Linked DNA regions of Mus musculus: all the other regions are linked to region 1. The links are chromatin contacts, called in public promoter capture Hi-C maps. All regions are on one chromosome and are shown on one strand. Each heading gives the region's core, a stretch centred on a gene start, on an enhancer-like site or on the middle of the called end of the contact. The rest is flanking DNA. Distances are from core to core; before and after follow the strand shown.

The links. Promoter capture Hi-C pulls out the DNA fragments that hold promoters and counts their contacts.
Region 2: a promoter capture Hi-C map of pre-B cells shows a contact between it and region 1, with 6 times the contacts expected there. The contact joins the promoter of 1110020A21Rik here to the promoter of Foxn2 in region 1. A contact is called at or near these places in 3 of 39 promoter capture datasets (the HPC-7 cell line, liver and pre-B cells).
Region 3: a contact with region 1 is called in a promoter capture Hi-C map of pre-B cells, with 5 times the contacts expected there. The contact joins the promoter of Lrpprc here to the promoter of Foxn2 in region 1. A contact is called at or near these places in 2 of 39 promoter capture datasets (liver and pre-B cells) and 1 of 484 Hi-C or Micro-C datasets (pre-B cells).
Region 4: a promoter capture Hi-C map of pre-B cells shows a contact between it and region 1, with 7 times the contacts expected there. The contact joins the promoter of Zfp36l2 here to the promoter of Foxn2 in region 1.

Annotation. Positions count from the first base shown.
Region 1 is chr17:88,438,534-88,445,535 of GRCm38.p6, forward strand. It overlaps Foxn2 (forkhead box N2), which reads left to right and starts at 2,171. Exons shown (of 6, transcript NM_180974.5): 1 at 2,171-2,351.
Region 2 is chr17:84,952,829-84,960,339 of GRCm38.p6, forward strand. It overlaps 1110020A21Rik (RIKEN cDNA 1110020A21 gene), which reads right to left and starts at 4,595. Exons shown (of 4, transcript NR_027929.1): 1 at 4,372-4,595. It overlaps Ppm1b (protein phosphatase 1B, magnesium dependent, beta isoform), which reads left to right and starts at 5,173. Exons shown (of 6, transcript NM_001159496.1): 1 at 5,173-5,566.
Region 3 is chr17:84,787,376-84,794,273 of GRCm38.p6, forward strand. It overlaps Lrpprc (leucine-rich PPR-motif containing), which reads right to left and starts at 3,411. Exons shown (of 38, transcript NM_028233.2): 1 at 2,990-3,411. The coding sequence starts at 3,138.
Region 4 is chr17:84,185,347-84,192,638 of GRCm38.p6, forward strand. Zfp36l2 (zinc finger protein 36, C3H type-like 2) reads right to left here and starts at 2,601. Exons shown (of 2, transcript NM_001001806.2): 1 at 2,298-2,601; 2 at 1-1,810. The coding sequence starts at 2,348. The coding sequence ends at 407. Thada (thyroid adenoma associated) reads right to left here. Exons shown (of 38, transcript NM_183021.3): 38 at 4,710-6,985. The coding sequence ends at 6,605. It overlaps Gm36279 (a long non-coding RNA gene), which reads left to right and starts at 6,842. Exons shown (of 4, transcript XR_385852.4): 1 at 6,842-6,926.

The sequences.
Region 1 (7,002 bases), core at 921-3,420:
TTGGCTGAGACACTGACGTTGTGGCTGCTTTTTGTCGTTATTGTTTGTTTGTTTGTTTGTTTTGAGACAGGGTTTCTCTGTGCAGCCCTGACTGTCCTGGGACTCTCTCTGTAGATCAGGCTGGGTTTGAACTCACAGAGATCTGCCTGCCTCTGCCTCCCACGTGCTGGAATTCAAGGCGAGCACCACCCCTGGCTGAACTTGGTTTCTTAAAAGCCAACTTTTCTTGCTCTTCCTTTCCTTCTCGTGCTCTTTCTTCTGTATCTTCTTTAATTTGTCTACATGAGTGGGGGGCAACAGTGATGCTATGTAAGGAGATTTGCAGTAGATGTTGCTCCTCCGCTGAAGCACATCTTACATTTGCCCTGAGATTTCGTACTCTGAAGAAAACTGGGATTCTCCGGGACTTTGAAAAGAAAACAAACAAACAAAACAAAATGAAATAGAACTGGTAGGCGAGCTTACATGGATCATACGAATAATGTTGTTTGTGGAATGAGGGAATCAAATATTTCTGGCTTTGTTCTTGTACATCGGGGTGCCTACAATTCCTCTGCATCTCTGCCATATTCACAGCTCATCTACTTTACTGCGAGCAGATAGCCTGCTTCAGTCATTTTATATGCAAAGACATTGAATAGTCAACATCCCCTCATCAGGAACCAAATGAAGCTTTGTTGAGCAAGCAGACGGGCAATGTCTCCGTTTTAGAGACCCTTTCTCTTAATCCATTTATATCTGTGTGAAACAGGTATCAGTAGCATGGTTTTTAAAGAACTGGGTATAGAAATTGAAAGGTTTAATTTCCAGGTTCATAATGATAACAGTAAACTCAAACTATAGTTTTCTTTTAGAAATTCAATGGAATAGTCCTCTCTCTCTCTCTCTCCCTATGTAGATGGCCTTAAACATTTGAGTCTCCTATGTCCTCCTTCCAAGTTCCAGGATTACAGGAATGAGGCACTATACCCTGCTTTCCTTTTGAGACAGACTTCTTTTTTTTTTTTTTTTTTTTTTTTTTTCTGAGGCAGGGTTTCTCTGTGTAGCCCTGGCTGTCCTGGAACTCACTCTGTAGACCAGGCTGGCCTCGAACTCAGAAATCCGCCTGCCTCTGCCTCCCGAGTGCTGGGATGAAAGGCGCGCGCCACCACCGCGCAGCTGAGACAGAAACTTCTTATGAAGGCCAGGGTGACCTCTAAATCTTGGCACTCCTCCAGCCTCACCCTACCCAGTACTGATACATAAACCTTCACTGCCAAGGGCAGTTTGATAGGCTACTTCTAGGCTTCAGTTTCCTTCTATGTAAAGGGAATTCCTGAAATTGTAGAGTTGGCAGATTCACTAAAACATGAAGCAACCAGAAAGTATACCCCGAAGGGAATGTCCTTAACATTAAAAATTATTCTACATTTGTCTGCAATTCAGAATTAACTGGCCACTCCCGTTTTATCTAGCAGCACTGTACCCGCAATACAGTGTAGGCAATACGTGTACAATGCATATTAAGTCCTTATTACTGTACACAGCAATTAGTGAGAGCTCTGTACATTTTTGTTGTTGCTGTGTTGCCTTTTATTACTGGTTTTTAATTTGGGAGACAGAGTCTCAGAAAATCTTTAGTAAAATTTGGATCTGATTCCAAAGCCCCATTTCCCCTCTAAAATCTGCTCTGCATAGAGTTTCCACGGCACTTCAGTCAGAAGAAGGTAGCGTTGTTCTCAAGAAAGCTTCCCGGTCCCCACACTTTCAAAGCCAAGGGGCTGTTCGGGCCGTCGCGGCAGCCCCAGCACACGCGTCGCGGGCGGACACTCGCGCGTCCCGCGCCAGCTCGTCCACTCAGCAGCCGCGCCGCGCCTCGGTCGCCCTCCCATAGGTCCTTCCGGGCGACAGGCGAGGGCTTTTCATTTTCCCGCCTGCACGCCCAGCTCCGTAAACCTCAGCGTCCCCTCGCTTTGCCTTCCGAGCCCGCTCCACCCTTCCGGACGCCACCTTCCCCCCCACCCGCCTGCAGGACGACAGCTCGGAGGGGCGGCCGCCGCCCTGGTAGGAGGCGGGACGAGGCAAGGGCGGGCTGCGGGAGGCGGGACGGAAGGAGGGGCGGGGCCAAGCGCCTTGGCGCCGCGTTGTCATGGCAGCGGGGCGGGGAGGAGGGGAGGAAGCGAGCAGGCGGGAGGGGTGGGGGGGGGGGGGATGTGGTGCTGCGGCGGCCGCCACCGCAGCTGCCACTGCCTGCTCGCGCCTGGGTGTCCCGGAGGCGGCTGCTGGGAGCCACGGGAGCAGCTGCGGTGCTCTGCCATATTGTGTCTGGCCCGGCCCGGCCCTCGCCTCTGGTTCGCGGCGGCTGAGTGACGGTGAGTCCCCGGGGTCGCGCGGCGCGGCGCGGCGCGGAGGCAGCGTGTGCGGCCGGCGCTGGGCGTGGGGGCGCGGAGGCGGCTGTCCCGTGACGCGCCGGGACATTTTTGTGTCCCGGGAAGAATTGGCGCCCCTGCGCGGGGGTGTACCCGGCGCGCGGCTCCGGCAGAGCGTGGGCTGCCCCGGGGGTGTGGAACCGAGGCGAGCACGGGTCCCCGGGAGTGAGGAGTTAGGAGTTTTCTCCCGAGGTAATGACCGTACCGGAGGGGGCGTCGCGCAGTCGGAGCCACAGAGGGCAGAGGACGCCCAGGCGGAAACCTGCGACCCCGGGAGTTGCTGCTCTAAGAGTCCCGGGGAGCCCGCGCCAGCCACGTCGCCGCTCCGGCTCCCATCCGAGCGGGACGCGCGCGGCGTGGAGTCCCAGTCCGGGGCCCGGCCCGGCCCGGGCGGGATGGCTGGGCCCGGAGAAGTAGTGCCCAGGAGGACTCGCGTAAACTTCGGGCGCGGGGCCCCGATGTGGGGTGGCGACCCCAGCCCGGTTCTCGCGGCCGGAGGCGCCCCCAAGCCTGGCTGGCCCGGGCCGGGGGTGGGGTGGGGTGGGGTGGGGGTGGGACTTGGACTGTTTCGGCGTTGCAACATGTGCACTTCCTGTTCGCCATCTCCTTCGGGGCCGAGGTTACTTCTGCCCTCCGGCCCGGCGCTCGGGCCGGGAGGGTGCGCGGTGGTCCGCGGCCTTGAGCTTGGGTGCCGGCCGGCGTGCAGTGCCCGGCAGCCCGAAGCCGAGCCGGGGAGGTTAGGGGCAGGGAGTCCACGTGCTCGGTGCTCGGTCTTGCACTGCAAACTCCGCCCCCGGCTGCCCTCCGGCAAAATGCCTGGGTTCCCACCGCCGCACCTCACGCGAGTTGGGGGTAGCAATTTCATTGGGAAGCCGCGCTCTCGAGATCTTCTTGCACTTGGTTTCTGCTTTAAAGCTTTCCTTTTTCCACCTTTTGGGTGGCGGTGGGAGGAGTCATAAGTGCAGAGAAATGACAGACTTTTTTTTTTTTTCCCCTACTTGCAACTCCGCTGTGAGCGGTTAATTATTTCCAGGTTAGTTGGTGCTCTTTTCTCCTGTCTTCTGATTGTGACAGCCACGTGGCCGGCTGAGTGCAATAGAGTGCTCTAGCGGCCAGAGAGCTTGAGGCTTCTCTCGCAGCAGGGGCTTTGTAATGGTATAGTCTTGGCTTCTGCGCTCTAATAAGAGGAAGTGGAAAAAGCCGAACCGATCACATCTAGTTGTTTCACCTGAATCGTAGAATGGCTTTCCTTTGCAATTCTGGTAAGGTGTCTATTGCCATTTTTGCCATTCGCTGCAACTTTGATGATTCATCTTAAAATTTCAGCAGTGTTAGGTATCTTCAAAGAGCGACAGGGCAATGTCTTTATAAAAAGAGTTCCCCGACTCTTTAGAAAAATCGTTTTAATTTCAAAGCCAATAACGAGCGATTCTAATGAATCTGAAATGATAACATTCTGGCATTATTTCGGGCTTATGAAAAAAACTCATTTGTTTCTTTTTACACAGATTAGCAATGAAATTATCTTTTTAAGGATAAATACTAGTTTTGTATGTAGTCAGATTTGAGCAGAATTCATAGGTGGAAATTATAGTATATAAAAGTGAAAGAGAAAATGATTAAAGTTAAAAAAATAAACTACTGGAGAGTGAAGATTTAGAATGTCTTTACAGTCTAGATCATGCGTCATTTTTTTGATCGGCAATTTTAATTTGTTTCTATGGCATGTTTGTGTTATTACTTAGTTTTACGTTATTGTTAAACCATTAAGAAGGAAACCCCTTACATTTATAGAGTTCTGGAGAAATGGTTCGGACTTCGTTTACTGGGCTTTTGAATGTTCTAGTGAAGTTAATGAAGGTATCGAAGAGGGTGTAAAGCTTTCTGTAGGAAAGAAGATAGGCTGGAAAGTGAGTGTGCACTGACCACTGAGAACAGTTCATAGTTGAGGAAGAAAAGTAAACGAACTGAAGAGAAGTGAAGAGACATTTACATAAAGCCGGAAGCCTGGAACACTGCAAACAGTTTAAAGTAAAGTGAAATTTAAAAGTAATACTCAAACAGCAAGTGTGTGTGTGTGTGTGTGTGTGTGTTTTGAGAAGGCTTTCACTCTGTGGTCCAGGCTGGCTTCAAAGTTGGCGTGACCCTCCTGCTTCTGCAGCTTCCTTTTGTTGTTTTTGTTTTTTTGTGTGTGTTTTATTTTGCTTTGTTTTGTTTTGTGAGACAGGGTTTCTCTGTGTATCCCTGGCTTTCCTGGGAACTCACTCTGTAGACCAGGCTGGCCTCGAACTCAGAAATCCGCCTGGCTCTGCCTCCCAAGTGCTGGGATTAAAGGCATGCGCCACCACTGCCTGGCTCTTTTGTTTTGAGACAAGCTCTCACTGTGGAGCCCTGGCTGTCCTGGAACTTGCTATGTAGATTAGGCTGGCTTGCAGTTCTCAGAGAACCACCTGCCTCTCTGCACCATGGATGCTGGAATTGTAGGGTGCATCACCTGGGTTGCTTGCTTGCATGTAGTTTCGGTTTGTTTGTTCAAGACAGGACCTTGACGAGATCAGCCTCTCGTGTAGATGAGGACAACTTTAAATTCCTGATCCACCTGCCTCTGTCTCCCAAGAGCTGGTTGTATAGGTGTGTACCACCACAGTTAACTTTATGTGTTTCGTTGCTGTTTGTTTTAACAACTCAAAAGAATGGTTATTTTTAAAATAATATTTTTATTCTTCAAGACTGTCATACAGTGGAACTCCCCAGATCCACCCACATCTTTGCACCCACCCAAATTCATGTCCTTTTTTTTTTTTAACTTAAGAGTGATATTTTTTTTGTCTGTTTTTTTGTTGTTGGTTTTAGATTGTGTACTAATAACTGGGTTTTATGTAAATGCAAACAGTCTTCCAGTTATAGTTTTGAGTGCCCAGGGCTTGAGGTTGAAGAAGTAAAACACAACTGAGACAGTACAAGGAGTTAAACCGTACTAAAAGTCAGATTAAGAGTGAGTGTAAGAGAGTCAGCGGGGAAGGAAGTCGTAGAAAACTTGGGAGGGTAGGAGAGGTTTCTTGGAAAAGGCAGGTGTTGATTTCTACGGGAGAACTTCTATGCTAATAATGTCGCCCAAATGGCCACCCTCTGTTTATTATTAATTTATTTTGTTTGTTTGGTTGGTTGGCTGGTTCCTGGAACTCTCTCTGTAGACCAGGCTGGCCTCAAACTCAGAGATCCACCTGCCTCAGCCTTCCAAGTGCTGGGAATGAAGGCGTGTACCACTACCCCTCCCCCTCCCCCCTTTAAATTAAGCTTGCATAAGAAATTTATTTTGTTAACTTTCACACTTTGGTTCCAGTCTTCTTTCTCCCATCTTAATATTCTACTGTTCTGCAGAAACTTAATTATTATACCTCAGCATGGTACTACAATTTATATTTATGTTGACAGTATCTTTTTATCTGTTGGAAATACACTTGGACACTCCAGTGTAAGGCCTGGCTGAAATACTGATTGTTCTATGAGCCTTGGAATCACAGACTTCTAGATCCATCTTTACTTTCAACCATAAATTCTTTCCCTTTTGTAATAGCATATAATTCTTTCAGGCTGTAGCATTCTCTACTGCCTCACTGATTTAACAAAATTAAAAAAAAAAAACCATATTGAATACCATGTGCTAAGTAAGCTCCATCAAAAGAGCAGTGCGTGGAGCTGGACAAGAGGGATTCCTTCATGTTTTATTATCTGTTAGGTTTTGTTACCCTAATTAAAAGATACGTCCTTGAACAGCAAGTTACATAGAATATATTATTTGCCAGCAAGACACCCTTAGAGCCTTATTTTAGATATATACTCTCTGCCTAGTCTGAATAAAGAAAAAGTAAGATTTGTGGTGTGAGGTGTGAAGTTGAATAGAAAGATCTGTTTTTATAAGTAAAGGTGGGAAGAGAAGAACTACTTTTGAATTTAAATATGGTCTCATTTCCTCCAGAATGAGTTGGAATATGAAATAATCCTCTTTTGAGGAAGACTCCTTTGACTCGGTGTGGTCCAGCACTCAGAGAACTGGGAGGAACTGGAAAGAGTACTACTGAAGGAAAAAGTAACGATGGGATGAAGTTAGGGCTGGTGTTAATAGTCAGGATGCTTAGTTTAGTCAGCTGAATGTAGATGAATGGGAGCGGGCAGGGTGAACACGACCTGTAGGAGTGGCCCACAGAGCTTGGGGGCAATGCAGAGGTGACAGCTAGTGGTATGAATTTTTTGTTGTTGTTGTTGTTTGTTTTTTTGATTTTTCGAGACAGGGTTAGGGTTTCTCTGTATAGCCCTTCTCTGTGTAGCCCTGGCTGTCCTGGAACTCACTTTGTAGACCAGGCTGGCCTCGAGCTCAGAAATCCACCTGCCTCTGCCTCCCGGGTGCTGGGATTAAAGGCATGCGCCACCATGCCCGGCTAGTATGAATTTTCTTAAGAGCTAGCAGTTAGTACTGAGGACTAAAATGTTGCTTGGGAAACTAGAATGTAACAGGCATTAGCTATGGTGACAGGGAGGTTTGAGGTGACTACTGTAGACTTTATCATTCTTTTGGTGTTACTGATAATACATA
Region 2 (7,511 bases), core at 3,345-5,844, 3.5 Mb before region 1:
CCCAGGTGCTGAGAAGTCAGGTGTGCACCACCGCATGGCTTATGTGTTGCTAGGGACTGAACTCAAGACTTTGTGCATACTAAGTAACGACTCTACCAAATTTCATATAGAGAGAGACAGTAGTAGAATATATCCAGTCACTGGTGGTAGAGTGCTGGCTTATCATCTGTGAGGATTATGTTCAACCCAGTATTTCTATGTAACCCAAATCAGGGTACCCGGAGTTCGACACCAAAGTACTTCAAGGAAGTTTGGTAATTTATATGAAACAGGAACACAAATGGGCATAGCAAATAGGTAAGAGGTTCTTAATGAAGAACATATGAAGATTCCCATTGCAACGTAGACTTCGATTAGGTACTGCTATGCACTGTGCCCCATTTAAAATCTGAAAACATTGTGTGGCATTGGAAGCACTGTGCTCAGGATGAACTTACAGACCATCCAGATGTGTTGGAAATGTGATTATCTGATATTTTATGTTCATGCCTGTGCAAGAGCATGTGTGTAATAGGGGGTGGGGTTAGGGTACTGTTTCTTAAGAATCAGGTCTCTCATGGTCTGAAGCACCTCTGTTAGGCTAGGCTGGTTGGTCAGTGATCCTGTGTCTCTCTCTCTCTCTCACACACACACACACACACACACACACACACACGCTTGGATACAGTCCTATGCTACCAAACTCAGCTTTTTATTATTTAAGTTCTGGGAATGGAAACCAGACTGTAGTGCTTTCAAGGCAAGCTCTTTATGACCAAAACCATCTTCCTAGCCCTGATGTCTTATTGTGAAAAAAAAAAAAAAAACCAAAAAACCAGAGCTGGAGCGGTGGTGTGTGTGTGCTTCTCATGCCAGCACCCAGGAGGTAGATTGAATGGGGAAAGAAAGAAAGAAAAAGGAAAGGCGGAAAGGAAAGGCCATGACTGCTGCTGGGTGTGGTGGGGGAGAAAGTTTATTATAGTACCTGGGAGAGCATAGCCAGAGGCAGACACGTCTAGGAGAGTCAACAGTGGTCGTGACCGTGACCCTAGTAAGGAGAGATGGTGAGAGGGGAGCCAAGAGCAGCCAGGAGGCCAAAGGGGTGAGAGGCACAAAAGGGGCAGGTACCAAATGTCAGGATTATACAGGGAAAAGCTCCTAGGGGAAGGGCAGCCCAGTGCCTGGGCTGATGAGTTCCGGGTAGAGGGCAGGGTATGCCAGTCACACCTGTAACAGGCAAGGACTGAGGGATGCTGGGAGAACCTGGAGGCCAGGTCCTCTTTGATATGTTGAATAGGCGAACCTCAGCTGTTTCTTCTGGGGGTTTAAAAACTCAACATGGATCTTGGTGAATTTTTTCTTTTTTTTTGGTTTTTCGAGACAGGGTTTCTCTGTATAGTCTTGGCTGTCCTGGAACTCACTTTGTAGACCAGGCTGGCCTCGAACTCAGAAATCCGCCTGTCTCTGCCCCCCAAGTGCTGGGATTAAAGGCGTGTGCCACCACCGCCCGGCGATCTTGGTGAATTTGAGGTCAGTGAGGTCTACATAGTGAGTTCCAGGACAGCCAGGGCTACATAAAAACAATAACAACAACAAAAACAATAAACCCTGTCTCAAGACAAACAAAAGTGACCCCAGCTCAGCATAAAGAAAACGAGCATCCTAATCAGGACAATTTTCTACCTTATACTTAGCATTGTCTCAATTTTTTTTTTTTTTTTTTGAGACAGGGTTTCGCTGTGTAGCCCAGGCTGTCCTGGAACTCATTCTGTAGACCAGGCTGGGCTTGAACTCAGAGATCCCCCTGCCTCTGCCTCCCGAGTGCTGGGATTAAAGGTGTGCGCCACCACCGCCCGGCTCTACTGCTCTTTATGTGGCTCTAAAGAAAGGCATTATGGTCGGGCAAACCAAGGCTCAGGGTGTAGTCACCAGAGTACCAAGCTGTTGCAGAACCATTGTGACGGTGCTGATTGTGTGTGACATATCCCCTATCTACCACGACACATACCGCCGTTTAACCTTGTGAATCCTTTGGGGGCTTCTTTAAGGGTTTGTTGCTAAGCTTCAGTAATTCAGAAAGTTAACCTAATGGTTTTTTCGTCTGTGATCTCATTGTAGTCTTAGACATAAAACAAACAAACAAACAACAAAACCTCAGTTATGTTTTCTTACTTTTAGTGATTAAAGAGTGAGTTGTATACAATCCGCAGCCTAGTTACATCACTGAATCTCATATTGCATTTGAGTGTCTGCCAAAGGAGATCAAGAGGAAATCAAGCAGTGCGAGACAGGGCTCTGATGTCTGTCTGTGGTTGCCTGGGTTCTCGAGGCAAGGGAATCCAAGAGCCCTTATTTGTTGATCTTTAGCATGTTGATCCTTATTTTGGAAGGTGAGGTCCCGTACTTCAATCTTCTAATATAAGGTGTCCCAAGCAAAGGTGTGATTTAAAAAATATATTGTGTAAGTCATTTAAATAATTCCCAGGCTGTCGAAGATGGCTCTGCAGGGATAGGAGATTATAATCAAGTCTAATAGCCTCAGTTGTACTCTGGGACCCTACAGGATGGCAAGAACTAATTGCCCTCAGACCTCCACTGCAAACACACACACACACACACACACACACACACACACACACACAAACACTAAATGTAATTAAACCCTTCTTGATTCCATAATGAAGCCCCTTGAAGGGGTAGTCAGAGCTAAAGTGGGCTTACTTTCTTTTCTTTATTGAAGCTCACCTACAGTATGCAAAATCAGAGAAAGAAATTTTTATGGCTGTCTCCAATTCTCAGTCACTGGGTCTAAGAATTGGTGTGCCAAACCAAACCAAATCAACCAACCAAACAAACAGTCAACTGACCAAACAACCAAAACCAAAACAAAACAAAAAAATCTAGCACCCAAAGACTACTTTTAAAAATTATCTTTCGAAGTTCAATCTCCAGAATCACAATAAATGAAATAAAATTGTATTGTAGTGAGCTTTCTCCCCAGAGTGAGCTCTGGATTTTGTAGGCATGAATGTAGCTTGGAACCTCAGGTGATTCTAATTTTAGGAACCTGTTTGCCCACTATCCTGAAAAAACACCATGTGTGCTGGCTACATTCTAATGACAACTTGACACAAGCTAGAGACATCTGAGAGGAGACAAACTTTCATTCCTAAGAGCTGGCTGTGGGCTAGCCTGTAGAACATTTTCTTAAGTAGTGATTGATGGGGGTGGTGGGGGTGGGTGGGGGCAGCCCATTGTGTGCGATGCCATCCTGAGCTGGTGGTCCTGGATTCTATAAGTGGGCTGAGCGGGCCATGTGAACAAGCTAGTAACCTCTCCATCAACTCTTATCTGCAGGTTTGAGTTCTTGTTCGGCTTCCTTCAGTGATGGGCTACAGTGTAAGTCCAATAAACCCTTTTCTACTCAAGTTGCTTTTTGGTTGCCATGGTGTTTCATGGTCCCAATAGAAACCTTAAGACAGAGTTCTTAAACTTGAAGTTCCAGAGAAATCTGAATTGCAACCAAATGTTTATTTCCGCCAGTTTCACTTTGGAAATTGCTTCAGAAATATGTCCTTCTTTTCAAAGCTGAATTTGCACTCCCTTAGGTCGGTCTAAACCTAAGTTGTCCCAACTAACTTATACCTAAGTATGAATAAGATCGAAAACGTCTTTCAAAGACTTGAGCGAGTTTAAAAACTCTTCAGGTGAGCGCTTAAGTGCCCCATTACACTTTGATCTGGAAGAATTAACCTGGTTCACTTTCTAGCTCAATGTGGTTACTAGATGACCGTTTTCTCCCGGCCTTTGTGAAGCCTTCCGAGTAATCATACCCAGAGGGAGACTCCTTTATGTCATCATTACCCTTTGCAGACGTTCAATGATTACCTACCATTCCCAGTCTGGGACTGCCTGCCTTACTTTTGTATCTCCAGTTCTACCTACCACGCTTAGCAAAATGCAGGTGCTCTTTAAGAGAGGAATGACCTAGTGAATGTCAAGAGCCTAGACAGGAGTTTTAAAAATCAGACTCAGAAACAAAACACGGAACTGCCAAGGGCTGGAAGGCAGGAGGTCGAGGTAAATAAGAAGAACGAACAATCTGAACCATTGCAAAATCATCCCGAAGGGATCTCCTGTCCCATTTTCTCAAGTGGCTTTTCAGCCTTCTCAACTTCCCGCCCACTCTCCCCTGCTGGAGACAGGTCATGCAGGTATCCCAACAATGAGGCTCTGATTGGTCAGAGATGATTTCATTGTTAGGGAACATCCGGGCTCTTTCCCTCCCTGCATCACCTCCCCAGAGCCCTACGCGCCCAGTTTTGCACTCTCGCGTGCGCCCCACCCGTAGTTGAAGCAAAACAACGCCTCTCTCCAGGCCCTTTCTCGAACCTTTCTGAGCTCTTCCTTCACAGCTCTATGCCAAAGAGAGGCGGCCACTTCTTCCAATGAGGGTCTAGGGGCACTTCTCTGGCCAATCAGAAGCCGGCTCTCTCCACTCCGGGTGGGACCAATTTCCACCTATAACTGGACTGCCCGTTGGTTTCTTTATGGTGTTCGTTCTCCGCGAAGTGTAGAGGTCAGAACTGCAGGGTCCGCAGACTCGGGGCTTGGCCATCTACGAATACTAGCCAATCCCTTTTAGGATACTTTTGCGCGTTCATTTAAAAAAAGCCGAAGTGACGGACTTGGAAATTGGTTTCTTGACGGACAAGTAGAGGAAGCCAATAGTCGGAGGATCAGGCCGCCATTTGAACCAATCAGAAAAGGATATCGGTCTTCGAGTTGGGGCGTAATTTGACTGACGGAGGACTCTACCTATGGCTACTAGGGTGGGCAGGTCGGTGACGTCAGGAGTTAGGGCAAGGCGGAGGTGGGGCTGAATAAAGTAAATGGTAATGAAGGGTTGGGCCTCACTGGTGGGCGGTGTGTGATGGATAGTTGACCTTGCCAATTAAGGTGGGCACTGACGCCCAATGAGAAATTAAAGACTCAGAGGCGGGGCCGTGTGGGCGGGGAAAGAGAAGCACAGAAGATACTAGGGGCCAGGTTGGGCGGGAGAACGTAGATTGACAGGCTTCTCAGCAAACCGAGGGCAGCGGTGACACACGCGGCGTCCCAATGGGTGCCCTTGGGGGGCGGAGCCCGAGGAGGGGCGGGGAAAGACGGCGGTGCGGGGAGGGGAGGGGGGTTGCAGAAGGAGCGGAGCGGCCGCTGCTCAATGGCGGAAAAGCCGCTGGTGCTCTGACCGCCTGGTCCCCCCTGGCAGTTGCGGGGGAGTTTCCTGCCGGCGCGGCTGGAGTCTCTGTTTCTCCGTGTCCGGTGGCTGGAAGATGCTCCAGAGAGATCAGGCTGCGGCGGAGGAGGTGGCGGCGGCCGAGTCGGCAGCGGCTCTGGGTTGGAGAGAAGGCGGCGGCGGCGGTGTGAGGGGCCGGACGGTGTAAACAGCTCGGGCGGCGGCGGTGGCCGAGCCCCCGAGGGCGAAGCGGCGGCGGAGGCGGTGTCGCGTCTCGGGAGAAAGCCGGGGGCCGCGGGCGGCTGTGCGGCGGGCGAGCCCGCGAGACCTCCCTTTCTACCTTCGCCCCAGGTAAGGCCGCTTTGCGCCCAGCCGAGTGGGGGAACGGCCGTCCGTCCGTCCAGCCTGCTCTCGGAGCACCGGGCTAGGCCCAGGGCCTGGGCTGCCGCCGCCGCCTCCGCTTGCGCGCGAGGCTTCGCGGGGCGCGGCGCGGCGAGGGAGTAGTTTGCCGGGGCGCGTGGAAGTCCGCTGCTTCCCCTCGCGCCGCGGCGTGCAGGCAGCGCCCATGGGCGCGCGGGCCACCCCAAGGCCGCGGCTCACCCAGTCCTGCCCGCCGCTCCGGAAAACACCTTTCGGTGTGGCTCTCTCTCCCGGTCGCTTTCTGCCCTCCCCTGCGCTCCGCTCTCCTTTCTTGTGAAATCTTTCTGGTTTTTCTGTCTGTGCCTCTCCGGGCCTCCTTCCCCCTCCTGTGCTTTAAACCGTTTGTCTTGCTCCTCTTAGCCAGACTCGGGGGTTCGTGTCTGTGTGTTGCCCACCAACCACGGTCCGAAAATTTCGGGTGTCGTGCTTAACAATGGGCTTCTTAAATGAAATTACTATGAACTCCATCTCAAGTTTACATGAATTCCATTAAGAATAGACTGGACAGTATTATGTGATCGGTCATTACTTTTTATCTTTAAAAGCCTTTAAGGAAAGAAAGTATCATTAAGCATAGCTGAAAAGAACCCTGAAATAAACTTATATAAATGAAGGGCTTGGTGAATGTTAGAGCCATTTCTTCATTTTTTAAAAAAGTTGCATGACCTCTAATACCAGTTTTAGCACCTCTAGGACGTTTGCCCATCTTATTTGGCAAAAAATTGCCTCTTAAGGATTTGATAGCTGCCCAAATTCATCAGTATTCAAGCGCTTCTAAAAACAACTTGGAAACTTAAAAACAACTAAGAAGTTGTTTTGGTAAGTCACACAGAACTTTTAAAATAGGCCCCACATGTTTAATGTATCAAAATAAAACTGGCAGGAGTCTTATAAAGGGATTATTAGGGAATTTGGGTTGTCTTCATGTTATGCGGCTATTTTGGGAAAAACATTCTTTTTCTGTTAACAAACGTTTATAGCTCCTGTGATGTGAGAGTTAACTGAAGCTTACTGTGGGATTAGCACAGGAACTCTTTATGTTGAGCCTACTGCCTGGATGGAGAAGTGGTAGGTTGTCCAGTGAAGAGGGTATAAGTCACAGTGTGTTCTGCGCGATGGCCCCTACATGTTCATAGATACTACTTCATTTACTTTCTCTGTTGTGCAATTACAGTGTTCCTTTTGTAGGTTGCCTTTGAAATACATCATCTCTGAGTATGGAGGTTATTCTGACTATTATAGAATTTTCCCAGTGTAGACTTCACTTGCAATAATATTTAAAGGATAATCTTTTATTTATTTTGAGACCAGGGCATAGGGAGCTGATTATATAACCCCGGCTGGTGTGGAACTCGATGTGTAGACCACACTGGCCTTGAACTCACAGAGATTCTCTGGTCTCCAAGTGCCTTGAAGGTCTGTACTACCACACCCAGCTAGTGATTTTTTTTTTCTTTAAAAAAATGCTTTTGTGGTCCTTACAAATGGACAGAGTGTGTGCTGTCGTAAGAACTTAATTTTTGTTACTGTTTATTATTTAGTGGGGCAATCCTCTCCACACACATCCGAAATACCGTCCCCCCACCCCCACCCCCAATTGTTAGAGGTTTTTTGTTTTTTTCTTTGAGACAGGATCGCAAAATGGGACTCAGGCTGACCTTGGTCTTACTTACTTAGGCTGGTCCCAAAGTGATCCTCCTGCCTCAGATTCTTAGGATTATAGTGTATCACCATTCTTGTCTCCCCTCTCTTTTCATATTTTAAAAAGTTATTTTTTTATATTTGTTTCATGAGTGTTTGCTTACAATGTGTAAATGACCCACTTGCACCACCACGTGAGTGCCTGGTGCTAGTAGTGGAGGCCAAGAGGGAGCGA
Region 3 (6,898 bases), core at 2,161-4,660, 3.6 Mb before region 1:
GGGACAACAAGATGTATGTGGGAAAATAAACAAAACAACAACAAAGCACAAACACGCGTGGGCTCTTTCTGAGTAACAGAAAAGGCAACACTCACAGCTGTGTTCCATTCAAGACGTGTTGGGTTTGAAGTACCTGTCGCTGGGCAAGGAGCTATCCAACTGACGATCCACCTCCAGGAAAAGCAATGCAGCTGCCAGGCTAGAGGGGCAAGCAGTGCCTAAGGCGCTGGAGATGAAAGGGTCAGCTACAAGGAGGACACACGAGTGAGGAGGCAGGAGCCGCTGCGGCCAAGCCTCTAAGCACGTGAGCATCTAATGTACAACACGGGCACAGCAGCAAGAAGGCAGGCGCAAAACAATCCTGAGAAGCAGAACTGACAGTGCCTTCCTGGTGCCAGAAAAGGGGCATCCTGAAAAGAAGAGGAAGAGAGGCAGACTCTGTCAGAGACTCAAGCCCCGAACACACTTGATAACTACCATGTCTCCAGCAAAACTCAAGGAAAACCAACACACAGCCACACATTCATAAATGACTTTTGGAAACACTAACGGTATGACACCAGCTCTCTCTGGGTGACAGTTAAGGAAGATTATTATTCCTCAAGGAGCATGAGTTCTATGATTTAAAAAATGTAAATGGGGCTGGGGAGGTGGCTCAGCAGTTAAGAACACTTCCTGCCAAGTGACCCAAGTTCAGTACCCAGAACCCACGTCAGTACAACTCCAGGGGCCTCGACACCTTCTGAAGGCACCACACACACAAACACATACAACAGAAAGAATATTTTTTTTCTAAATAGTTAAGATTCTGGTCATATGGTACACACATTTTATTCCAGCACTTGGAAGGCAGAAACAGGTCGTTCTCTGTGAGTTTAAGTCCCAAAACAGCCAGGTATCTATATACAGATACTGTATCAAAAAAAAAAAAAGTAAGAAATGGAACGAAGCCTCAGGTGCAGTGTGAAAACAGTGTGCGACAGGGAATGAGAAGCTAGCAAAGGAGACAGGAAACCATGGGCAAGAAAGAGAGCAAGTGGGACGCTTCTAGAATAAATAGAATCCTGAGAAAGGTTGTGTTTTCCACACAGGCTTAGAAGCTGTGGGATAGGAGACTGGCCGGAAAGTGTTCAAAGTCCAGAGAAAGAGAACAAATACTACTTCACTGGCTGCCATGACCTAACACGCGTTAACAAGACCACGTACTATGCTTGAGCAGTTTCCTCTCTACGGGGAAACACGCGTGTGGGGAAACACGTGCGTGGGTCACCCCGGCATAGTCATGTTACTGCTTACAGCTTTTCTTCCATTTATCTTTTGTATGTGCATGGATACTGTGGAGGTCACAGACAAGTTGTGGGAGCCGTTCTCTCCTTCCATGTGGGTCCTGCAATCAAACAAAGGTCACCAGGCTTGCAGAGAAAGTACCTTTTCTTGATGAGCCACCATGCTGGCTGACCCCATGCAGCCAGTTTTTCGGATCGTGGGAGAGACAGCTTCTGAAGAGACACCCGGATGCTGAATGACTGAACAAGCTTTACAAAGACACCCAATGCCCTCCCTTACAGACAAGTCAGAACCAGGGGAGCTTGGTCAAAGGTCCATCCGAGTATGCAGCGAGGAAGTGGAACCCGGGTCTGATGAACACACAGATGTGTCACTAAAATGTGTTCAGTTTCTGCCAAACCCAACAGCAAACATCAATGCCTGCACTGTAGCAGCACTAGCCCTGGCCCCGAGGGGCCTCGGGTGAAGGACTAGATTCTAGTCACTAGAGGAAAGCTAAAGGAACCAGCACTGCTGTCTCAGAAGACATGAAAGTTAGGGCATGATTTCACTGTTCAAGCCTACCACAAAAATAGAGGCAAGACCCTAACTTACAAATAAGCATCTCTCCAAAGACAACCAAGTTGTTCAGACATCATGAAGCATTTCCTTCATCTATCTAGTTATACGCCGTGCCGGGCTGGCCCGTGAAGACAGTTACTTCTATTACAGTGTTATTATAATATACATCAAGCCCTGTATCTCATGAAATAGTCCTAACCTTATACGGTGTCCACCTGTGTACCTAAAGAAACTTAAGGCCTGGGCTGCTGAGTGATTTGTCCAATAGCCTAATGCAAATAAGCCAAAGCACCCTCAGTCCATGGCTCCCCACTCCAGATCATACTTCCTAAGTCTGTTTGCTAGACCCCAAAGTTCTAGTGTGGGGTGTACAACTGTCAATTTCTTTCCGGTACTAAAACCTAAGCACCCAACCTTCCTTTATCAGTTGTCAAGAATATCTATGTTCTTTAAGTGAACATACTTGTTTCCCTATAACCTCAATCCAGAAAGGCATATACTCACAAAAATACATGACACTAACTAGGAACTTAACTTGTTTTTGCAGTAGGTACATAGATCCCAACAGAGCACCTTGCACGCGTCCTTTAATCCATTCTAGTGTGACAATCTCCAACCCATGACATCTGTGTAAATACTGAAGGAAAATTCCACTCAGCACAACGCAAGCAAAAACCCGAACTGGCCATGATCAAATGTCAAGTTCTAAACTATCCCTAGATCACTAGAACTTCAAACCCCAATCCCAAGAAAAAGAAAATGAAAAACCAAAGCCTCGTAAGACTACAGACTAGCAGGTTACTGGTCACCAGCGTGCGAGAGCACCCAGGAAGGGTACTCCTAAGGAAAGGCACAACGCCTGTCCCCACCTCAGCCCCATCCACTCCCCCAAAGCCATTGAGCTTCACGGGCCTTTCCAAAGCTAGAGCAGGCAGAGACCTCAAGCAGCAAGCCGGAAGCCAGCCATGCCCTCGACCATGACCTTCTCAAGACTCTCAACCTTGTCACCCCAAACCACTGGCAAAGCATGGGGGAGGGGGTGGCCTCATGCCTGAGAAGCCGGGACCACGGAATTGGAGCAAACGAGCAGGACACCAGCCCGTCCACCGCAGCCAGTCAGGAGGAAGGGTCCGGTACTCACCCTGCAGCCGGCCGGCTACCAACAGCCGCGACCCGGACGACGGAGGACAGCCGGCCCGGGACGCCCGCAGGGAGGCGCAGGGACAGCGGGAGGCGCGGGGCCGCCGCGGCCCCGAGCAGCCAACGCGCGGGTCTCAGCAGGGCTGCCATGGCTCAGCGTACCCAAGGCAGGATAGGATGCACGCTCCTGCAGAGGACCTGGAGGAGCACGTGACGACCCGGTCGCCCCTAGTGGGACAAACTAAGGACCGAGGGCGTCCAGCGGAGGAGGAGGCAGATCCCCGCCAAGGCTCACGGGAGAGGCAAGCCGAGTTCGCGGGATACCCTGGATCCGCCTTCTGTTTTACTATACATTGTTTTTTGTCTTCCGTTCACAGTGTCCCTGTTCCCTTGTCCAGCGCCCCGGCTCTCAGCGAGCCTGGCGACAACACCCCTCCACTTTGAAGTTGGTAGAGCCCACTAGAGGTCGGCTCCGCCCATGCGCGCGCAAGGGCTTGTGGGGGGCCAACTAGGAGCGACACCGAGGGTTGCTGGGAAGGGCCGACCGTGCAGATCCCGGGGTGCCTACGACGTTCCAGCCTTGCGCCTCGGTTGCTACCGAGCCGCTGCCCTAGCTGCTCAGTGACGTAGTTCCTGCCGTAGCTCTCAGAAACGGCGGCCAGAGAAAAGCTTGACGAAGAGAACTGGGAGGCTGTGGACCTCCAGGTTAGCTACATGCTATTTGTGTGACTGGGGATGGGGTAGATAAATATACAGAACTCATCCTAAGTGCCTCGCTTCATGAAATCAATGGATTCTAATAAAGGTCGTATAATTTTAAATGTCAAGGTTGAAGTTTCTTTTTCTCAGTGCCCCGCTCCTTCCAGTTAATGCACTAAGCAACTAAGGTAGTGAGTGGTGCAATTGTCTGAGGATAGGTCTGGAGCTAGGAAAACAAGTTCTTGCCCTCACAGAGCTCGCATACTGAAAGGGTTCCCTGTGCACTCGTGTGAACCCGGGAACAGGTTTCCACTCTACTTAGTTATTCCTTGACTGCTACCAAGTGAACAGTCAAATTCTCCCTCTGCAAGTTTTCCCATGTGGCTGTTTCTTCTGCTAGCCAACAAACTTCAGAGTGCCCAGAATGAGAATGCAGCCTCTTTTATGGCGGAAGCTCGTGATCAGTTGAAGACACTTCGTGCTTTGAGCATTTATTGAATGGATATACGTTCAGAGTTAACTTGGCTTAGCTTTCTTTTGGAGAAGCTAATACCGCCCTGCAAGATGAAGTTACTCTGAGTTACTATAGAGCACTATGATAGAATATAATTCATTCTCTCATTCAGCATTAGTACTATTTATTGAGCACATATTTTGTGTCAGGCACTATTTGGAATGCTGGGAATACAACATGGGGGGGGGGATCTCAATTTAGACAAAATTCCGTACATCTAAAGAAACATAAGAATTGTGATATAAATAAAAGATTAAGGTAGGTTACGGTCTGTGGTGATTAATCTTGATAGGATTTACTATCACCTTGGAAACCAGACTTTAAGCCAGTGAGGGAGTTTTTACATTGGATTAGTTGAAGTGGCAAGACCCACCCTGAATGTGAATGACACCACTGGGTCCCACTGAGTGTAGGTGTGACGCAAAATCATTTGCTTTTTTAAAAAAATATATTTATTTTATTATGTGTATGAGTGTTTTGCCTGCATGTATGTGTGTAACCACAAGTGTGCCTGGTGCCCTTGAAGGTCAGGAGAGGGCTTCAGATGTCCTGGGAGTGCAGTTAGAGACAGATACAAGCTGCTGTGGTGGTTGCTGGGAAACGAACCTACCAGCAGAATGCAGAGAGTCCAGGCATTTGCCACACCCAAGGAAGGCTAGGGCTCTGGATGCAAATGTGAAACGAGGTTGGTGGAAGTAATTATGATGATGGACTTTCTAAGGGTTTACTCCTAAAACTCTACTCCTCGGTTGTGAAGTGTGCTCTTAATTGTCAGCATGATGGAACTCAGAATCAGTCGCCTTGGGGACGGGCTTTTGGGAAGCCTCCTTGGTGTTAGGGTTTTAGGTGAGAAACCCACCCTGAGTATGTCTGTGAATGTGTGTGTGTGTGGGTGTGTGTGTGTTATGAGTGTGGTGTGTGTATGTGAGTGTGAGGTTTGTGTGTGGTATGTGTGTGTGAGTGTGGGGTTTATGTGTGGGGTATGTATGTGGGGTGTGTGTGTTATGAGTGTGGTGTGTGTGTGTGTTTGAGTGCATGTGTGTGTGTGTGTTATGAGTGTGGTGTGTGTATGTGAGTGTGAGGTTTGTGTGTGGTATGTGTGTGTGAGTGTGGGGTTTATGTGTGGGGTATGTATGTGGGGTGTGTGTGTTATGAGTGTAGGGTGTGTGTGTGTGTTATGAGTGTGGTGTGTGTGTGTGTGTGTGTGTGTGTGTGTGTGTGTGTGCGCGCGCGCGTTCCATGGGCTGGAGTCCCAGAGTGGATAAAAAGACAAAGCAAGTGCAGCCCCAGTAGCTCATCTCTCTCTTCCAGCTAGAGATGCAATGTGATGCAGCCAGGCCTCCCTCCATGATTCTATTCCTTCTCAAAGCATGAGCTGAAACAGCTCCTTCCTCCCTTTCACTGTTCCTTTCAGGTATTCTACCACAACAACCAGCAAAGTAACCTGCCAGCCGACACCCCATCGCCACACCAGCCTGTGTTAGCTACTTGTAACTGTGACACAGTGGCCCAGTGAACAGCTTCCAAGGAGGAGAGGTCTATTTTTGTTCACATTTTCAGAGGTCTTGGTCGATGTTTCCTTTGCCTGCCTCATTTGAGCAGAACATCATAGTGGCAGGCGGGAATGTGAAGAGTCTTAGTGAGGGTTTTACTGCATGGTGAAGAGACACCATGACCAAGGCAAGTCTTATAAAGGAAAACATATATTTGGGGCTGGCTTACAGGTTCAGAGGTTCAGTCCATTATCATCAAGGTGGGAGCATGGCAGGATTCAGGCGGCATACTGCAGGCAAAGCTGAGAGTTCTACATCTTCATCTGAAGACTGAAGGCTGCTAGTGGAAAACTGATTTCCAGGCAGCTAGGATGAGGGTCTTAAGCCCACACCTACTCCAACAAGGCCATGTTGTAACCCCCGAATTACTGATACTAGAGAGACTTCAGTGTTGTACAAACAGTTTGCCTCTGCGTTCCCCGCCAGAGGCTCCCATCCTCCCTCCCACTCCCCTAGTGTTAGAATGGCGCGCAACACTCCTCTGATAAGCAGCCAAACTCCAGGTGCCTGTCCTTGAGACCTTAGAGAAATAACAAGCTCAAGGGAGACCATGGGAAAAAAGGTAAACAGAGGTCAGGTCACAGACAGTTACGACTGGCCATAAAATTAGTCCTTGAAGCTGGGTGTGGTGGTGCACGCCCGGCCACACTGTTCCTAACTATACTGTATATAAGCCCAATGTTTTCTAGACTCAGGGTTGCTTGCCAACATACATGAAGTGAGTGCTAGGTGGGCAAACTGAGTTTGAACTTGAAAATGAAAGACTCTTTTTCAAGATGCAGTGGACTTTGCAATTCTTGGGCTCGTCTGGGTTTCCCGTGAACTCAGGGCACAACAGCCACACTTCCTAATAGTGCCACTCCCTGGGACAAGCCATTACAAGGGGGTTCTTTGCTTCATGTGGGACAGGAAGTGGAGACAAGAGAAGGAGATTGGTGACCAGGTATAACTTTCAAAGGCAATGACTTAATGACCTACTTTCTCCCTGTAAGCCAGTGGTTCTCAGCTTTCCTAATACTACGATGCTTTAACACAGTTCCTCTTGGTGTGGCAACCCCCAATCATACAATTATTTAGTTGCTACTTCATTCTGTAACTTTTCTACTGTTATGAATCTTAATGTAAGAATTTGATGTGTGGGATA
Region 4 (7,292 bases), core at 1,351-3,850, 4.3 Mb before region 1:
AGGCTTTCGAGTGAAAGAAGAGATGGAATGGTGGTTGGTAGCTGCTGGTGCTGGGCTGATTTTTTTCTTCTAAAACTAGAGTTTCAAACTCATCTGAGACCTAAGTGTTTGGTATCTTTTGTTCTTTCCGCATCACAACCGCCCTGTTGTGAATATTTTGTTCATCCATACGAAAAAGTTCGTTGGCTTTTATCAACAAGAACGAATCTTTACAATAATAATAATAATAAAAATAATAATAAAAAACAAAAAAAACGAGAGAACCGAAAGGGTAGGGGCGGGGCCCCTTCCGGCAGAGTTCGAGTCCAAGTGCTCGGAGGGGCCTCCAAGTCTGCCGCAGTGTCGCCCTCCCCAACCGGTGGCCCCCGCTGTGCCTTTCCCAACCCCTCGCGGGCGCCCCCTTGCCTCAGTCGTCGGAGATGGAGAGGCGGCTGAAGATGGGTAGGCGACGGCCAGGGTCCAGGCTGGGGGACTCGGAGCCGCTGAGGCTGCCGGAGCTCAGCGAGCCGCTCAGGTAGCTGTCGCGGTCCGAGAGCGAGTCCGGGGGGCTGGGGGGCGCGTCGAACACGGGCGACTCGGACAGACGGCGCGGCAGCTGGAAGCCGAAGGGCGGGGAGGGCGGCGCGGGGGCCGCGGGGGGCTGTGCCGGGGGTGGCGCGGGACCGGTCAGGCCCTGCTGCTGGTTGCGGTAGTAGGCGGCGGCGGCCGCGGCGGCGAAGTTGTGGGTCTGGATGGCGAGCGGCGTGATGAGGCTGCTCAGCTCCGGGCCGAAAGCGAAGGCGTTGTTAGCGCCGGAGGACGAGCAGGAGGCGCACGGCGCTCCGGGGCTCAGCAGGTCCTCCGCGCCCCCGGGGCCGTAGAGCAGCGCGGCCGCCGCCGCCGTGGCGCAGCACGTCGGGGCGCCCGAGGGCGTGGAGGCCGCCGAGGCGGAAGAGCAGGAAGAAGCCGAGGAGGAACAGGACGAGGCCGAGGAGGAGGGCGGCGGCGGCGTGCGCGATGTGGGGCTGTCGAGCAGCAGCGGCGACTCCAGGCCCCCCGGCGGCTGGTGGTGGCCCGACGGGAAGCCGGAGAAACTGAGGCTGTGATGCAGCTTGGGCCGCGGCTCGCGGGCGAAGCCTAGGTGTAGCGCGTCGCGTGCGCCAAACGCTCGCAGGTCCCCGGAGGCGCCGCCGCCCCCCGACGGCGCGGGCCGCCGCTCGTCCGCGTTGTGGATGAAGTGGCAGCGCGGGCCGTAGGGGCAGAAGCCGATGGTGTGGAAGGTGCGGCACAGCTCTGTCTTGTACTTGGGGTGCCGGGTGAGGCTGCGCAGCTCGTGGAAGCCGTGCGCGAACTGGCACTTCTCGCCGTACTTGCACGTGCCGCTCTCCTCGAAGGGCCGGCACAGCTCCGTCTTGTAGCGCGTGGAGTTGATCTGGGAGCCGCTGCCCCCCTTCTGCTGCTGCTGCAGGTGCAGGAGGTGCTGGCTGCGCTCCCCGTTCTCGCTGAACGAGCGGTCCCGAAATTTGCTCTCCTTGGTGACCAGCGCCGTGCCGCTGCCCCCCGAAGGCTCCTTGAGCTGGCCGTAGGAGGCCAGACCGCCTCCGCCTGCGGGGCCACAGCTGCTGCCGCCGCCGTTAGGGGCGCCCGGGAACTTCGGCGAGCAGCTGCCCGGACTGGGCACAGGGTGGGCAAGCGCGTGGAGGTTGCTGGCGGAGTGGCGTCGCAGGAAGCCCGGAGTGAAGCTCGAGCTGGGGGCAGCAGCCACGGGCGTCCCTACCGCCTTCTTGTCCAGCATGTTGTTCAGATTGAGGTTTGCCAGGGATTTCTCCGTCTGCCAAAGGGAGGGGAGCGGGAGCGGGATGAAAATCGGATGGGGAAGAGAGTCGGGGCTAACTGCAGAGTGAACGCCCTAGTCCCAACTGCCCACTTGTTGGGGTTTCTGGTGGGATCCGATTCAGCCTCCACCGCTACACTCGCAAAACGCAGGCCGGAGAGAGTGGAGGACGCCCACCCCGGCCGCTCCGGGTCTAGCCATGTGATCCTGGGCCCGTGGCCACGGGGTGGGCGGCGCAAACGCTGTCCGGGAAGTCCCGGCAGCGTGGCCGCGGTCGGTTCGGGAGGAGCACGGCTGCTCCAGCCGCTACTCGCTCTCTCCACGCCCACAGTCGCAAGCACACAGTCCTGCTAACTCCAGGACTTCCCTCCACCCGCAAAGTCAACTTGGAAGGGTCCCTCCCGCCTCGGCCCGGCCCGGCGGCAAGTCTCGGAACTCCAAAGGGTTCCAGGCCGTCCGCCATCCTTTCCGGCTGCCTGCTTACCTTGCACAAGAAGTCGATATCGTAGAAGGGTGACAGAAGTGTGGTCGACATTTTTCTGGGTCCTGTAATGGTCGAAATTGCAAGCGTGGAGGTTGGGAGGTGCCCTCGGTACGGCGAGACTCGAACCAAGATGAATAACGGGCGAGGGCCAAGGAGGGACGGAAAGTTGTGCTTGTGCGGCCGAGGAAGCGGCGGCGGGAGGCCGTGGCGCGGAGTGGGGGGCAGAGGAGAAGCGAGAGCGCAGCTCGGCGCCCCGGCCCGCCCCCCGCCCGAGCCGTCGGCAGCTCGCGGACTGGTGGAACTCGGAGACCTGAGAGCGTGCGCCCTTTATACAGCCCCGGAGCGGCGCGGCGGCGGGGCAAAGCGCACCGGGGGAGGGGACTGAACGCTGACCGGCCGGGGTCTCCAGGCAACGCCGCCCGCCAGCCCGCGGACGTCAGGCTCCTTCTCGGCTTCTCATTGGTCGCCGCCAATTTTTCCCCTTCGGGGGAGGGGAGGAGAGGGGAGGGGAGGGGCGGGCAGCCTGGGCGTCCCGAGCGGCGTGGGGCGTGCGGCCCCCTTGGGTCCTGCTGGGTGGCGGCGGCGGGAATACCTCGCTCTCCTCCGCCTCTACGAGTATAACGTTGGAAAGCACGTACACGTTCTATCTGCCCAGGACGGGGCTACCCGGGACGTGCCTTTCCTCGCCCGATCCGGCTGGGCCGACTGGCGCAGCTTTTATCTCCCATCCTAGTTTTTGCTCCGCGCGCGGGAACAGCAAAACAGCAATGGTGCGCTTGGCCAAGTTGCTTGGGACTAGGAACGGGGGTCGCGGCCTGTCCCGTAGGTGGCAGCTCCGGCCCGGCTGCACGTGGAGACGCAGTAGGGGTGGGGGCGGGAGCGGCCAGCCTGGAGGAGCATTGGCGCGTTTCTCCGCCCCTCTCCCCGCCCAGGCTCAGTAAACAGGACTTGAGCGCTGCGGCCTGTGGGGCAGAGCCGAGTGTCTGAGGACAAGGCGCTGGCTTTGCTAATCACATCACAAGACCTTGAGCCTGGGCCAAAGGCGCCGAGTGGCGCGGGGTGTCCGGGGCGGGAAAGCCTATTCCAGGGGACTAGAGGGAAGTCGGAGGAGCAGTGTGGACATAGAGGAAGTCACTTCCTTCACCTTTGTGCCTGCTGGTTGGCCTGGCCTCCTCTCGGGGATGTGGGTGCAGCTCCTAGCCAAGGCTTCCCGCCTGTACAGCCTTGGCCTGTCGAATCCTGCAACCTTCCTCCTTCTGCTGTGGGAGGCGCGGCATTGAATCTAAGCTTTGTGTGAGCTGCCGGAGGCGAGGCGGTGATTGCTGAACCACCACCCAGGTTGGGGGAAAGAGGTCCTCATTCGGTTGCCTTTAGTGCAACTCCTACCAGCTTTCCATGGAAAAAGCAGTCCCAGAAGGCCCCTGGCTCTTTTTGAGAGGGGTCTCACACACACACACCTCCACACACCTAGCGACCCCCACCCCCACCCCGTGAGGCCCATCTGGTCAGGTCCAGAACCCTTTATCCCTACACTTCATACTGGCTGCCAAAAGCTGGAGTTGGGCCCATGAATTCACCCAGCTGGCAGTCCGGGTTGCCCTGGGTGGAAGGCCCAGTAGTTGCCAGAGAAGGCTGCTTGACCAACTACATCCTTCCCATGTTGCTCTTCCTGTCTGGTTGACCCAGTCCAGTGTGCACTTGGGCTGTATCAGTTAACCTTGAAGCTAAGGAGGTAGATCTGTCACTCAAAGGCTCCTGAGTCCAGGTGCATTTGGCCACACTGCAGTGCATGCTGCCCCTGTAGGTAGAGCCAATGGCTGCCAGAAGACTGTAGTGTCTTGGACGTAGTGCTGAGTGGGTTGGGTACGGTGGTTCATGCCTATAGTCCTAGCACTAATCACAAACTGTGGTGAGTTTTAGGCTAGCCTTGCACAGCTTAGTGTGAGAGTGAGACCATACCCCTATAAAGGAACAAAGCCCTCACCATCTTATATATTAAAGCAAACTGGCTTTTGGCTGTGGTCTGAGCAAGGGGCCACCCAGATCTTAGGACCCTCAAGTGTAGTGACTTAGGGAAGATGGCTGCTTCACTCTTCCCACCCACGTTGCTCTTGCCCCTATTACTGCTGGGTTCTGTGGCTGAAAGGACCCCAAATGTAAGCATGAGGCTGTGACTAAGGTTTTCCTGGTTTCTCTCAGGAAAGCATGCAGCAGTCGTTCCCCTAGCTACTGCTAGCAGGATTGCAGATACAAGCCCACCTGTGGAGCCATCCATCCCTCCTGTCCTCCCAGATTGGCCACAGCCAGCCAAGATCCAAGTCTGGGGTAAGTCCCAGCTAATGGCAGACTTGGTAGGATGGACTTGGAGATAACATAAGCCTGCTCTGAAACATGCTTTGGGACAGCATGCCTGCCAATGTGAGATGGTTTTATTGTCATGTAACTGCTTTTATTTCATTTTAGATGGAAGGGGAGAGGGAAGGTTGGGTCCTGTTCAGAATTAATCTCCCAAGGTTGTCACCACCAGCCCCTCTCACCAACTAGATCTTAAAGTAGTGTAATGCTGGGTATAGTGGTGTATGCCTGGAATCCTGGCACTCAGGAGGCAAAGGCAGGAGGATTAACACAAGTTTGAGGCCAGCCTAGTGTAAATAGCAAGCCTGACTCAGAAAACTAAAAGCAAAGCCCAAAACAAACTAAACAATGTTAGGTTTTCAATTTTTCATCAGCAGTGGGTTGCACTGCCTAACTAGGTAATTACTACAGGGCCACACAGACCCCAGGGTGCTGAGTGTTTCTAAGACCACCCAGGGGATTTCTGTTCCTCTTCATGGCCAGGAAGGACACAGCTCCTGACTTCCCTCTCCCTGCGTACAGGTCTCTACTCCAGCACAGCCGTGTTTCTGTGGTGCAGGATGGTTTTCTTCTGAGACCAATTACATGTGAAATGTCAGCGTCTCTGCAGGAGGAGCTAGCATATAGAATGCCTCTCTCCCTTTTCCTCATGATTCTAAGTGACTACTCACTGAGAAGTATCTGAACATAGCTATAGGCCCTACAAGTTCCTTCTATGGCTGGCATGGTCTTTGTGGATAACTGGGAATGTGGATCACACTACAGCAACACATCCACGCCGTGAATTGAAGGCAAGCGTCTGCGGGTGTCACGTACTCTGGAAGCACACGTAGCATGGTAAGCTGGGCCACATGATGCGGCTCAGTGGATAAACGTGCGTGCTCTGCAAGCCTGAGCCTGAGTCGATCTCTGAAGCCCATGCAGAGGCGGGAGGAGAGAGCTGGCTCTATAAAGTTGTCCCTCAACTTCCTCAGACATCCATGCTGGGGCATGGGTGCCCTCCTATCATGTACAGGTGCTGATAATAGTTTTAAAAAGTTTTAAAAGAGTAGGCTAAAAGCGCTAGACCAGCAGCATAATGTGTGCAAGAGCGCCACCTGCTGGTGTTCGAGGATGCCAGCTGGGCTGGGCCTGAAGTGACAAACCCTTCCGGTTTCTATATGGAATCACCTAAAGTGGGTAAATGTGTTTCTTGGCACTCTGCTGTCTCCACCAATCACAGGACGGTGTACAGTGGTGGCACCGAATGAATTAAGCATTTGCTCAGGCTTCCCTTTCCCCAGGCTCTGTCCAATAGCTGAGGCCAGTGATGGGTGACAAGGGTTCCTAGCCTTCGCAGGCATTTCTGGGTAAGACAGTGGGGACTCTTAATATGGACCACTGAAGGACTTGGGCAGGTAGATAGTAAAATGCAAGTATTTGCATGTTGTAGGTTCTTAATATTCCCAGAATCAAACATACCCTTTACTAAAATGGAATAAAAGTTTATAAATATGACCAAATAGGTATTTGCTAAACAAAACCAAACAAAAGAGCACTGTGTGTGTGTGTGTGTGTGAGAGAGAGAGAAAGAGCACTGTGTGTGTGTGTGTGTGTGAGAGAGAGAGAGAGAGAGAGAGAGGGAGAGAGAGAGAGACATGTAAGCTAAGACTGAATTCAATGCAGTCAGTGTATGGGGAAATGGGCGCTGGCTTTGGGATAGAACTGACTAGTTCAGGCCTGCAGGTGGCTTGCACCTGGAGACAGTAAACCTGCAGACAGCAGCTTCACTTCCTAGGTAGCTGCAACTAATTGGGTTGCCTTGAATGAGTGTGCTGCAGACAAGGTCCTCAGTAGGAAGGGACAGAAGCCTAGACTCCCAGAAGTGGGGAGGCACCTGAGGAAAAGAGTTTCAATTGGTGTCCACCATGTATGTGTCTTGCAGACCTGAGCTGAGGCCCAGCCACCTTTCTTCAGCATGCTGCTTCTGTTCTTGGGGCCATTACTTGTCTCCATTCCCTAGGGCAGTCTTCGGCTCTGAGACCCTCCTTTCCTTCCAGGCAGGCCAACAGCCTCAGGACAGCCAAAGTCCTTTCCTCCTGAATGCGCAGCCTCGTGTATTCCACTGTCTTCAAAAACTCAGCTGAGAGTGGAAGTTCTCTGAAGAGCTGAGAGATGAGGTGACTCTGCTCTGATGCTATCCTTTGCAAGTGACAGAGCTTCTGGGAGTGAGGGGACTGCCAGCCAGATTGACAGAGGAGATGGAAGAGTTGCCTACACAGGGATTTCACGAAGGTCAGAGTCTCAGCCCAGAAGTTGACTTCTGATTTTTCAAAGATATGCTCTTCTTCCCCCTACATCAAGTGACAAACAGCCAGAGTAAGTCTCCGAGGAGTCCTGTGGAGCCAGGCACAGCACTAGATGTGGGAGCTGTGTCTATTCCTGACAGGGCCCACTGGGGCTGTCAGCGCCCGTGCCACAGCACTTGCCGCTCTGAAGGTCACCTTCTACTTTCACTCAATACCTCTCTCCCAGCCGGACCACGACCTTTGATAAAGATGTGAATTAGCTCCAAGCCAAGATACTTGGGGAACTGGTGGTGCGGAAGTGGGTCTTAGGTTTTAAGGTGTACTGAGAAAAATCTTAGGTTTTAAGGTGTGC